2 separate regions of the Hordeum vulgare genome follow, and region 1 is linked to region 2. Evidence: chromatin contacts called from public Hi-C data. All regions are on one chromosome and are shown on one strand. Each heading gives the region's core, a stretch centred on a gene start, on an enhancer-like site or on the middle of the called end of the contact. The rest is flanking DNA. Distances are from core to core; before and after follow the strand shown. Region 1 holds the start of LOC123411388. Region 2 has its middle 44 kb from the start of LOC123413286.

Region 1 (4,903 bases), core at 1,604-4,103, 410 kb before region 2:
CTTTAGCAGACCAAACTTGAAGTGCAAAGAAAACATCACTGCAAGTCATTCCTGCCCAACCAAGCTACAAGAAAGCCCTAAAAACAACGATCATGATGATATTGTGGAGGATATGGCAAGAGCGAAATGACTGCACTTTCAGAGCCACGACTGCATCGCACGTGGACATTCTTCAGGCTGCAACCAGGGACATGGAGCTCTGGCGTCAAGCAGGAGCTAGACACATGAAGCCACCCTTCGGGGTTCTTTTGGGAGATATCGCTTAGGTAATGTCTTCCATCGACATGTCTCTCCTTTCCTCAGGAGATTATGTACAACCCGAGTTTTTTGGCCGCCTATGGCGTTCTTTTCGTTTCTTCCTTGATCTATGATCAAAACCCATATTTTGTATTTTTTATGTGCTTCCTGCTATGATCAATGCAAGCCAGCCAGCAGCTGGATCTTTAAAAAGAGAACTCCAAAAACTGACATGTTTTATCATGATTGATAGCATTGCTCAGGAGTTGTACATATTTTTTTGAAAACAAGTGGAATAATAAAACACCTGAAAGTGAAGTATAAATAAGTCCCTATCCTCTAACCTCAATATGCATTATGAACAACACTACGGAAAAGATGCATTATGAACTGACACTATGGAAAAGACAGAAAGGGTAGACTGTATAGTGTACAATTTCCAACAGAAAGTGCACCATACATTCCATGTATCCCAATTGAAAAGGCACATTGGTCCAAAGGCCATCCCAAAAAATCTGCTCCAGTAGCGCAATATATCGAACTTCCAGGCACCGCGGCCACCATTAACACAAAAGCATTACTAATTCTGGACTCCCACCCATGCCATAAAAAGCTCTATCTAACATGACCCATCATTATCATACAAACCAAACCAAGGTTCTGAGCTCTGGTTATGAGGTAACTAGTTTAGAAGCTCGGTCCAGGGAAACAGAAGTTTGAGAGCATGTTTTCGCCTACGATGAGCCTGGGGTGGAGGGGTTTGCGGCGGGGGTGGCTGCATCGTCCCTCTTCTTCAGGTCTTCGAACTTGTCGATGGCGACCTGCAGCTCATCAGTGTTGCCGACAGCTCTCATGGTGTAGTAGTAGACCCCGAAGACGAACCCTGTCAGCCCGCCGCCCACCACTAGGTTCTTGGTCTTGGGCGCGAGGCTGCCGAATCCCACCATCTGGTCCAGCAACTCGGCGCTGCTGCATACAGGACACAGAGATGTAAATGTTATGGCAACTTGGGACATGTTGATATCAATCATAATGCGAAGGCTATGTAAAAGTGTAAATCGGGCATTGAGCATTAGGAGGCAGTTAGACAGTATAAATATAGAGATTTAAGCACACCCTGAATAAGTGTACGGGCATTGGGCTTCTATTTCCTTGTTCAACCTGACGCCCCTCTACCGACTAGCAGTTACACAATTAAACACTCGTAATTCAGCAGCAACTCATATATGACTTCCGTATTACCCTAGAAAAATAGGGGTTGCTACTTTTTCTCGAAAGAAAATAGGTGTTACTGACGAGTAGCCACTCCAGCAAAAACAAATATTATTTGTACATAAAAACAGGAAGAACTACTGAGACAGCTTTCATTTGTACAGTAATTGGCACTCTAACAAGCATGAACCTGAACAATCACTTACCTCACAAGGTCTGTTTACTTGTTAGCAACTTCATAGTGAAAAATAGAATTGGAACTTGTCAGCAACAAGGATGCAATGAAAGGGAAATCTAAATAACATGCTGTTCTGAAGCTTCACATGGTCCATGTGTGAGATTTGTTGGTTGAACTTTTTAAGATAAAATGCAGCAAACAAGGCCCCAGCTTAATCTCTTCATGTTTTCCCATACGCTACATATGGAAAAGAGCAGTTCCCTTTCGATAGAGCAAATGTAAGTTGAAAGAGAAAACCTATATAGACCGCTCCACTGAAGTGTTTGAATGACACGTGATGCAATTTATTGTATCACTGGCAATTGGCACGATTGCTCGTGCAGTCGTTCACACAGAACATGATTAGATATTTGGGAGCTTGCAAATTTATTATTCACGTTGGACCCTTGCACCGCCCCCTTGCGGTTAATGCTAGTATGAAAATTTGAAACCCGATGCAATTGCAAGTGGTGAATCATTAATTGGACCCCTTCCCTGTGATGCAGTGCTTCATGGATCATACGGTACAATATAACCAGAAATTGTGTCCTTCCTCCCGTCCCGTGAGCATTCATTCAGAGACGGGGAGACTCTACACCATTGTGATTGGAATCGAAGGCATACAATCCAAGAGCAAGTGCCATGATTTCTAAGCTAATATGGTCAAACTGAGAATTTGGTTCCTAAGCTTGTTTACCTGTGTATTAGGGTATAATGTAAAAGAAACGTGTACAGGCACATAGTAAATCCAATTTGGTCCCCAAATCCCTTCTGAAAATGGTCCTTATAAACACCCAAAATGCTGTGGGAATGTACATGGACGGATACACCGTTGGATGCAACATCACAACCCGCTCGTTACCACAGCCCTGCCTACGCTACGGATGGGAAGTGAGAGCAGCCGCTCTCAAAGAAAAGATATCCTTCTGGGCTGGATTCGGTTCGGTTCGGTTCTTCACCGCAAAAGGTTGGAGCAAAATTAGGGCTTCCTTACCGACAGAGGGAGGAGGAGTCGCGGGAGCCGGTCCAGATCCAGTAGAGAGACGGACAGAGATTTGCTCCGCTTGGAGGCTTGCTCCGTTGGGTTCAGGCGGAGAAGAAGGAGCCGGACGGCGGCGACGCGGTGTGGGGAGGGCAGGAACCAGACCAAAGGGGAAATGGGTTTGGATTGGTGCGTCCTGTGTGCTGGGCTGGGCTGGGCTCGGCTGGTTGGACCTCGACATGTACTGGTGTGGTGGGCATCAGCAACCCAACAAAGCGACCGCCTTCTTTTTTTTCTTTTCTTCCGTTCATCCTTTTTCTTAAAAAATTAGGACAATGTCTATGCGTTTCAACGGATATAAATATCGCTCTAACTAAGGATAGTAAAACTGCACCATATCCCAGCCTTCTCACACATCCTTGTTTTTTGGCCGTCAGATCATGTGTCCTGATCGTTTCTAACCATACGATTACCACCCATTCTCGTGATTAACAACTAAGTGGGTCTACTGTCCTCGGGCAGCTACTCCCATAGCAAAATCGGTGGCTTCTCGTTAATTTGGATCCTTGCACCACACAAAGCCCACCATCGAAATACCCAACCCAGACAAACCCTGATTTCTTTCTTCTTCTCCGTGGATCCCCTCATCTCTCGAGTCCCACATCGATCGCCGCCGCCACCACCGTCGCCACCGTCCCCACATACCGGCGACCCTGATCCCGGAGTCGGTCCTCTCCCCAGCACAGTCGCTCCCACTCCCACCCCTCCCCTCACATTGTATTGTATAGTTGGTATTTTGGTTGTGGTGGAGAAAGGAAGGAAGGAGAATCGCCTTCGGACTACTTGAACCCTTTGTGTCGCACCTCAGGGCCGCCCAGGACCATATGCCCAATGGAGGTCGTATCATCCTTATCTTGCCGGATCTAGAGGCCAGCACACCCTGGTTCACCAAGGGCAGGTTCGTCGTCTCGTGTCTCTTTACCAGCTTCCCACGCCGACGGCGGCGTCAATTCTTTTTACATGGATGCTTCTTTATTGCAGCGTCCGTTTCGTAAGCATGCCGAAGGTCCTGGAGCGGGTGACAACCATACAGTCCGAGATACTGCAGCTCGAGGATGTTGCGCCGTCCAAAGCAATGAAAATCATAGATTGAAATCTGCAAGTGGATGATATATTGTAACATGTAAAGTAATGTGTACCTGTTGAGAGAGATAATAGCAGAATGGTGACACATGTTTCTGTTTGGGATTTGCTAGGCTGAACTAGGGCACAATGTGAAAATGGTGGACCCTGTGGAAGGTACAATACTGTCGATTACATTTCTGAATGTTGTGTTGGATAATAATAATATCTATGAAGAAATCTTCAGCAATGCTTATTCGTAACTGAAAATCCTATTCAGATTGTGCAATAGATTCTCTTCTCCTCTGGACATTGATGTCACTCCTCCAAGGGAACCAGACAATCCTCTTCATACAACTTTCCAAGCTTTCTTTCTCTCAGTATTCCACTCACCCCCGTAAGTTCAATCCAAGAATTTTCTCCTGAACTAATACTGCCAGTTGCATGTCAAAACGTTGTGATATTAAGTGAAGGAAATATTTATGGGGGAAACAAATGTTGACGTATTGGTAGATCTTTCTCACACTTTTGGAATGGTCTCAATTTATTAATATAGTTAATTGGCTGTTGAAAAGTATAATGAAGGTCTGTTCAGCTTTAGTAACATCATGCCATCATCCTCATAGCTGTGTTTTGGTCTTGTGTTTAGTTATATTCTTTTCATTTTACTTGCACGGAAACAACTAACTAGACAAAACCAGGAATAGTGTCTTAGTGGTCATATTTAGTGTCTTCCACAATAAAATGCTCAGAATACAGTGTTACTGTCAGCCAATATTGGTTGCTATTGCAGGATCGCACAAATCAGTCAGCCAAGCATTTTACTCTGTCCGGGTAATTTCAAATCCCTTCAACCCATTTATATCTATGCCCACTTCTACGAGGTTTCCATTCTTTATAATATGTGATTCCTTCCAGTTTCATTGATATGGTTATATTTTATTATGATTAAATATACATCAAGGAAAGGTCTATACATATATTTTTGGTAGAATTCTCAATGTTACTTTTGTTTGTTCCTTTTCAATCCATCCAATTAGGCTTGAAATAAGTATAATTTCCATTGTCGTTATTTCAGGAATGCCATGTCTTGTTGTATGAGTCTATCGCTAGGCCTCATGACCAAAAATAAT
Region 2 (5,448 bases), core at 2,428-4,927:
AATCATCAGTCCATGCACACTACTCCCTCCGTTTTTAAGTATAAATCTTTTTAAATATTTTATTATAATCTATATATGGATATATATAGACATACTTTAGAATATGAATTCATTCATTTTACTTCGTATGTGGTTAGTAGTGAAATCTTTAAAAGCCTTATATTTAAGAAGAGAGGGAGTATTATCGATGCTCTTCCGACCATGAACCACCCTCATGCATCAATCCCCCCAAAGAAAAGTTTCTTGTGGTGCATTTGGAAATCAAGGAATTATTGCCTTTTTATAGAAAAAATTGTTAACCTCGTCGGGTTTTTATGGCTACCATGGCGTTGGATGAAAGCAACACAATAAACGATGCCTCTCCTGAAGGTGCAAAAGCTTCTTCTTTCCAGCAAAACATTACAAACTCTACTATTTTGCCGCTGCAGGGACACACTATTAGGACGATTTTCTTTATTTATGGGGCATAAATTTATTCTGATGCTTCTTTCAAATGCACAAAGATCTCAAGTCTAAGAACAACTCCAACCGGTCCGCCTAAACGGACGATGATTTTGTTCACTTTTTGTCCGTTTGTTCGGCCCGGCGGATACCAACGTCCCCTTTCGCGTTTGGCCGACGCGTGAAAAAAAATCAAACATTTTTAAAAATGAAAAACAAACATTAAATCCGGTCACAAGGCCGGCGAGAGTCCATGCGTCCTCGTTACATTAATTAAACATTAAAAAAATCTAAACTACGAGGCTTCCCTAGGCGGCGGCGACGTCGGGGCCGATGAGGTGAACCAGCATCGGCGCAGGACCAGCCCACGGGAATGCCATGTTCCAGAGCGCCGCTGCCCGCGCCTCCGTCGTCTATCCCGCCGGCACGGGCTATGCTGGTGGCGGTGGCAACGCAGCACGGTCACGTTCCTTCGCTAGGTGCAGCGCCCTCCATGGAGGTAGGCGGCCTTGTGCCGCGGTGTCGCGCCCAACCAGATGGGCGGCACGCTGGCCCACTTGTGGAGGCATCCGGTCCACTGGTAGACCTCCGGTTGTAGCTCGTTCTTCGACAGTGGAGGCACGACGCAGTCGCCGATGGCGGACAACGCGATGACCTCCCTGAGATGCGCCTCATATGCCGCATCCTCCTCCTCGGCCTTGCGCCGGTCTTCCTCCTTACTCTCGCGGAGCGCGGCTGCCAGCGCCGCCTGGTAGGCGGCCTCCGCCTCTTGGTCCTCGTCGCGAACGACTAGCAGGGGTGGCAGAGGGACTGACTGCACATCGCGCACGCCGCGTCGGCGCTGCTCCTCATGCTCGACCGCGAACCAGACCTCTCAGTAGGGAGAGTCGACCGCGTACACAGGATTGAGCCATTGCTCCGGCGACTCACTTCGTCCGCGTGCATCCGGGCCGACCGCGGCATGGTTGACACCGGGATCCTCTCCGGATTCAGATGCGAGTGGTGCGGGAGGGTCACGTCCGGATACGGCAGCGGGATGCAGTGCTTCCAGTGCCACCTCGCTTGGTGCACCGGGACGCTGATACGTTGACGAGGTTGGCGGGAAGACGCCGGCGAAAAGATCGCGTGGGGGTAGAGGGAGGACTTGCCCTTCTCTTGGGAGGAGCCAACCATGGATGCTGGCTAGGGTTTGGTTGCCTACGAGGGAGCAGACACATGACGAGATGGGGACGGGGGGTTCTGAAAGCAGATGAGGCCGAACCCCACCGCACGTTCGCATTAAAAAAGATCGACCACGGTCGCTGAAGCGTGGGCCCGCGGAGGTTGGTCGTCATTAATTAAGTTGATCGCACGTAGTTGAACGACCGGCGGGTGTGGATGGGACGGACATCGAGAGGACGCGCGCGCGTTCATTTCGCGTCCGCGCCGACGCATTTGTGTCCTAAATTTAGATCGGAAATGGATCGATCCGGACGCGAAACGGATGCATTTTAACAATGGATCCGCATGTTGGATCATCACTCTTATCCGCGTGGATCCAAACAAACGACAATGAATAAAATGAATCGTCCCGTTGAAATTGCTATGGACAAAGAGCCACGGGTATTTGTGTCTTTCTTATTCTTTTGAAGGATCAAGGGAGTATGCAAGTACAAATTGAAGCCTCCACCCAGCTCACTTTTTTCCATTATTAAAAGCAGAAGCACATGCCCTTATTCTTGCTGCCAGGGTGACACAAACTTTTACAGATTAGGCAACCTACCTTCCTCACTGATAATCTCTCACTGGCTAATGGAGAGTTCCGCATTTCCGCAACACTAGTCGGCAGTTACAACCTTATTTCAAGCCATCATCCTCGCCGCCGCCTTGCCGCTAACGAAGAAAAACAAAGAAAAATAAGACATAAGAAAAACAACAAAGAAGTCGGACCCTACTCTTGTGGGCGCCACACGAAAGAAAGGAGGAATGAAATCACTAGTTAACGAATATACCTTCCAACGATTACTTCTAGCTCCACACGTTCCGATAAATGATGCACTGCATCTGTATCATTTGTCGCAACCTAAGAGTTTTCTCTTTTTCGTAGATCCGTATTTTTAAAACATGGCCAAATCACGAACTGTTTTTACTGTTCACTTTCTCTCGTCGAGATTCAAAATCAGATCCCATGTTGATAGGTTTTGACGAACTTTACTTTTTCACAAAAAAACGAACGAAAAAATTGTTTCTCACGCGGTAGAAAAAAACAAAAAACACGTTTTTTTTTTCTTTCCCAGAGGCACAGTTCATGCCTCTCGCGGAAGCAAAATCGTGCCTCTCGAGGAAAAAAAAGGGAGCAGAAAATGAGTTTTTTTCCTTTTTAGGTGACGCACGGCCGTGTCTCTCGCGAAGGCAAAATCGTGCATGTGGCAAAAAAATGGAAAACGCGTTTTTTCCCTTTCGGGAGAGGCATGGACGTGCCTCTCGCGAAGGCAAAATCATGTCTTTCACGGAAGCAAAACCGTGCTTCTCGCAAAAAAAGACAGAAAACGCGTTTTTTCTCCTTTCCGAGAGGCATCGGCGTACCTCTCACGAATGCAAAACCTTATCTTTCGCGGAAGCAAAACCGTGCCTCTCGCAAAAAAACAGAAAACGTGTTTTTTCTCTTTCCGAGAGCCACGGCCGTGCCTCTCGCGATGGCAAAACCGTGCCTCTCGCGGAAGCAAAACCGTGCCTCTTAAAAAAAACAAAAAACGCATTTTTTTTCTTTCCGAGAGGGACGGCCCTGCCTCTCGCGAAGGCAAAATCGCCTCTCGCGGAAGCAAAACCATGTCTCTAAAAAAGTGTTTTTTCCGTAAAAAACAGAAAACACGGTTTTTCCATAAAAAGAAATAATTTTTTCCCGTCCAAAAGTTACGAAAGACCGATGAGAAACCGGAACACTAGAAAAATCAGAGAAAAAACCACTCTAAAAGGCCGAAAACATATGCGAAAAAATAAAAAAAATAAAATACGAAGGGAACGTTTGGAGTGCGACACGTGGCGACGGCTGAGAACGTGCTAAGTGGCGGTGCGCGAGAGTGATCACTCGGAGACTCCCAAAGGAGTGCTCGCTAACTAGTTGTTGTCCAGGAGAATCAGTATGGCGGCATTGGAGGCGGCATTTCCTATTTAGCACGGCAGGCACCACTTAATGTGCATTTTGTTAACTAGCGCATGCAACCTCTTGAAATGGGCCCGCTCATCTGGCGGCATTGGAGGCGGCATGTCCTATTTAGCACGGCAGGCGCCACTTAATGTGCATTTTGTTAACTAGGGCATGCAACCTCTTGAAATGGGCCGGCTCATATCGATGCCGGATGACGAACTTTTTCTTGAAAATTCTATGACGTTTTTCTAAATTTTAACGAATGTTTTTAAAATCGATGAACCTTTTTAAAAATATTAAATTTTATGATTTTTTTAATACTGATGAACTTTTTTGAAAAGTTATGAACATATATTTGAAAATGGATTATTTTTTACAAAATTGATGAAATTTTTTGAAGATTTATGAGCTTTTTCAGTTAAATGAACTTTTTTAAAAAACATGATTTCTTTTTTGAATTTCTATGATCTTTTTTCTAGTTGAATCAATTTATTACAAATTTGATGACTTTATTCAAATTGGATGAACTTTTTTCAATTTGAATGAACTTTTTTCAAATTGATGAACTTTTTTTAATATTGATAAACCTTTTTTAAAGATATGAACTTTTTTCGAATGGATGAACCTTTTTAAAATTTGTAAAGCTTTTTTGATTTTATACAAAATTTCATTTCCATATGAAAAATATTCTAGACGTTTTTTTTCTACTCGATCAACAAAAAAAGAACTAACCAGGTTATGAGCGTGCTAATGGGTCTGTCCATGCCTGCGACGCTGCAGATGCGTTAACTGGCGCTTGCAGCGCTGACTAGAAGCTCCCGTGGGAGGAACACTAGGCGGCGGCTGCTGATGTTTCTCTCTCAAGGGATCCTGCTACGTGATTACAAACTTTTTGTGTGCAAACCAGTGGATACATACAAAAATAGATGCGCTGAGCACCTGCTGAATGTGGGCGACCAACTCCTAGTTTCATATGTTGAGAATTTGTCGTTGAACAGGGGAAGATTGCGCACATTAGCTGCCACTTCCGCCTTCGCTCCCGCCTGAGGCGCAAGAGGCGAACGACCAGGCGATCGGGGTGATCGCTGGATCGGCGGGCCGTGCTCGAGGCGGGGCAGATTTCTCTTCCGCTGTGGATGATCCCCATCTGCACTGGGAGATCTCCCACGTCGACACTCATCTGCGCTCTAGGAGCGATCGTCGGGGTTTCATCTACCTCCACAGGAAGTCGCGCTGGATCACGGTGAGAGACGAGGAACACGACATCCTAGCGAGAACGTATTTACATGATCGGGTTGATCCCAAGGATGGGGACGAGCTGGAGATCGATGGTTTCCGGGTGCGCGTACGTCGCCTCTGGAAACCGAGACAGAGCGTCGACGAACAGGCTGCGGTATGTGATCTCACCTCACACTCAGTGTGTTTCGGAGGACGGTTTTGGGTTTTGGGTGATTATGATGCAGTAGATGAAGATGAGACTGTAGTCTCAACTCCGCCTCGAGGTGGCCGGATATCGCCATTGCAACCAGGTCAGCTGGTGATTTTCAGTTGGTGAAGAAGAAGATGTCGGCTTCTATTGCGTCAGATCTTTCGAGGGGGAAGATCAACAAGGAATCTTCTAATGGGATTAAACCCTGGATAGGCCCGATCCCGAAGGTAAACCGACAACCCTGTTTCCTTTCAGACTTTTTTTATCTCAATTCCTGGAAAACAGTCAAGAAGAAGAAGAAATTCAGAGTTCAAATGGCGCAGCCGTCGCCGATGATTTCGTCAGTTTCGTCAGTCCGTGATTCCAAGAGGGAATTTTTGAATTCCTTGGGAGTTGCCTGCGGGCCTAAGTTGGTTTTGACCGGATCGGGAGGTGATACAACTGGGTATAT

The links. Hi-C and Micro-C count contacts between places; a contact is called where the count stands out from the background.
Region 1: a contact with region 2 is called in a Hi-C map of leaf, with 4 times the contacts expected there. The contact joins the promoter of LOC123411388 here to the enhancer-like site in region 2. A contact is called at or near these places in 2 of 6 Hi-C or Micro-C datasets (leaf and seedling) and 1 of 1 datasets of contacts at active chromatin or transcription factors (embryo).

Annotation. Positions count from the first base shown.
Region 1 is chr7H:469,756,604-469,761,506 of MorexV3_pseudomolecules_assembly, reverse strand. LOC123411388 reads right to left here and starts at 2,853. Exons shown (of 2, transcript XM_045104327.1): 1 at 2,661-2,853; 2 at 674-1,203. The coding sequence starts at 1,184. The coding sequence ends at 972.
Region 2 is chr7H:469,344,865-469,350,312 of MorexV3_pseudomolecules_assembly, reverse strand. No RefSeq gene overlaps it. Among protein-coding and RNA genes, the nearest start is that of LOC123413286, 44 kb to the right of the region's middle. Within about 2 kb of position 3,677, at least 2 of the 3 cell types and tissues checked have open chromatin away from gene starts, as enhancers often do. A contact at or near this core is called in leaf, where this site is marked.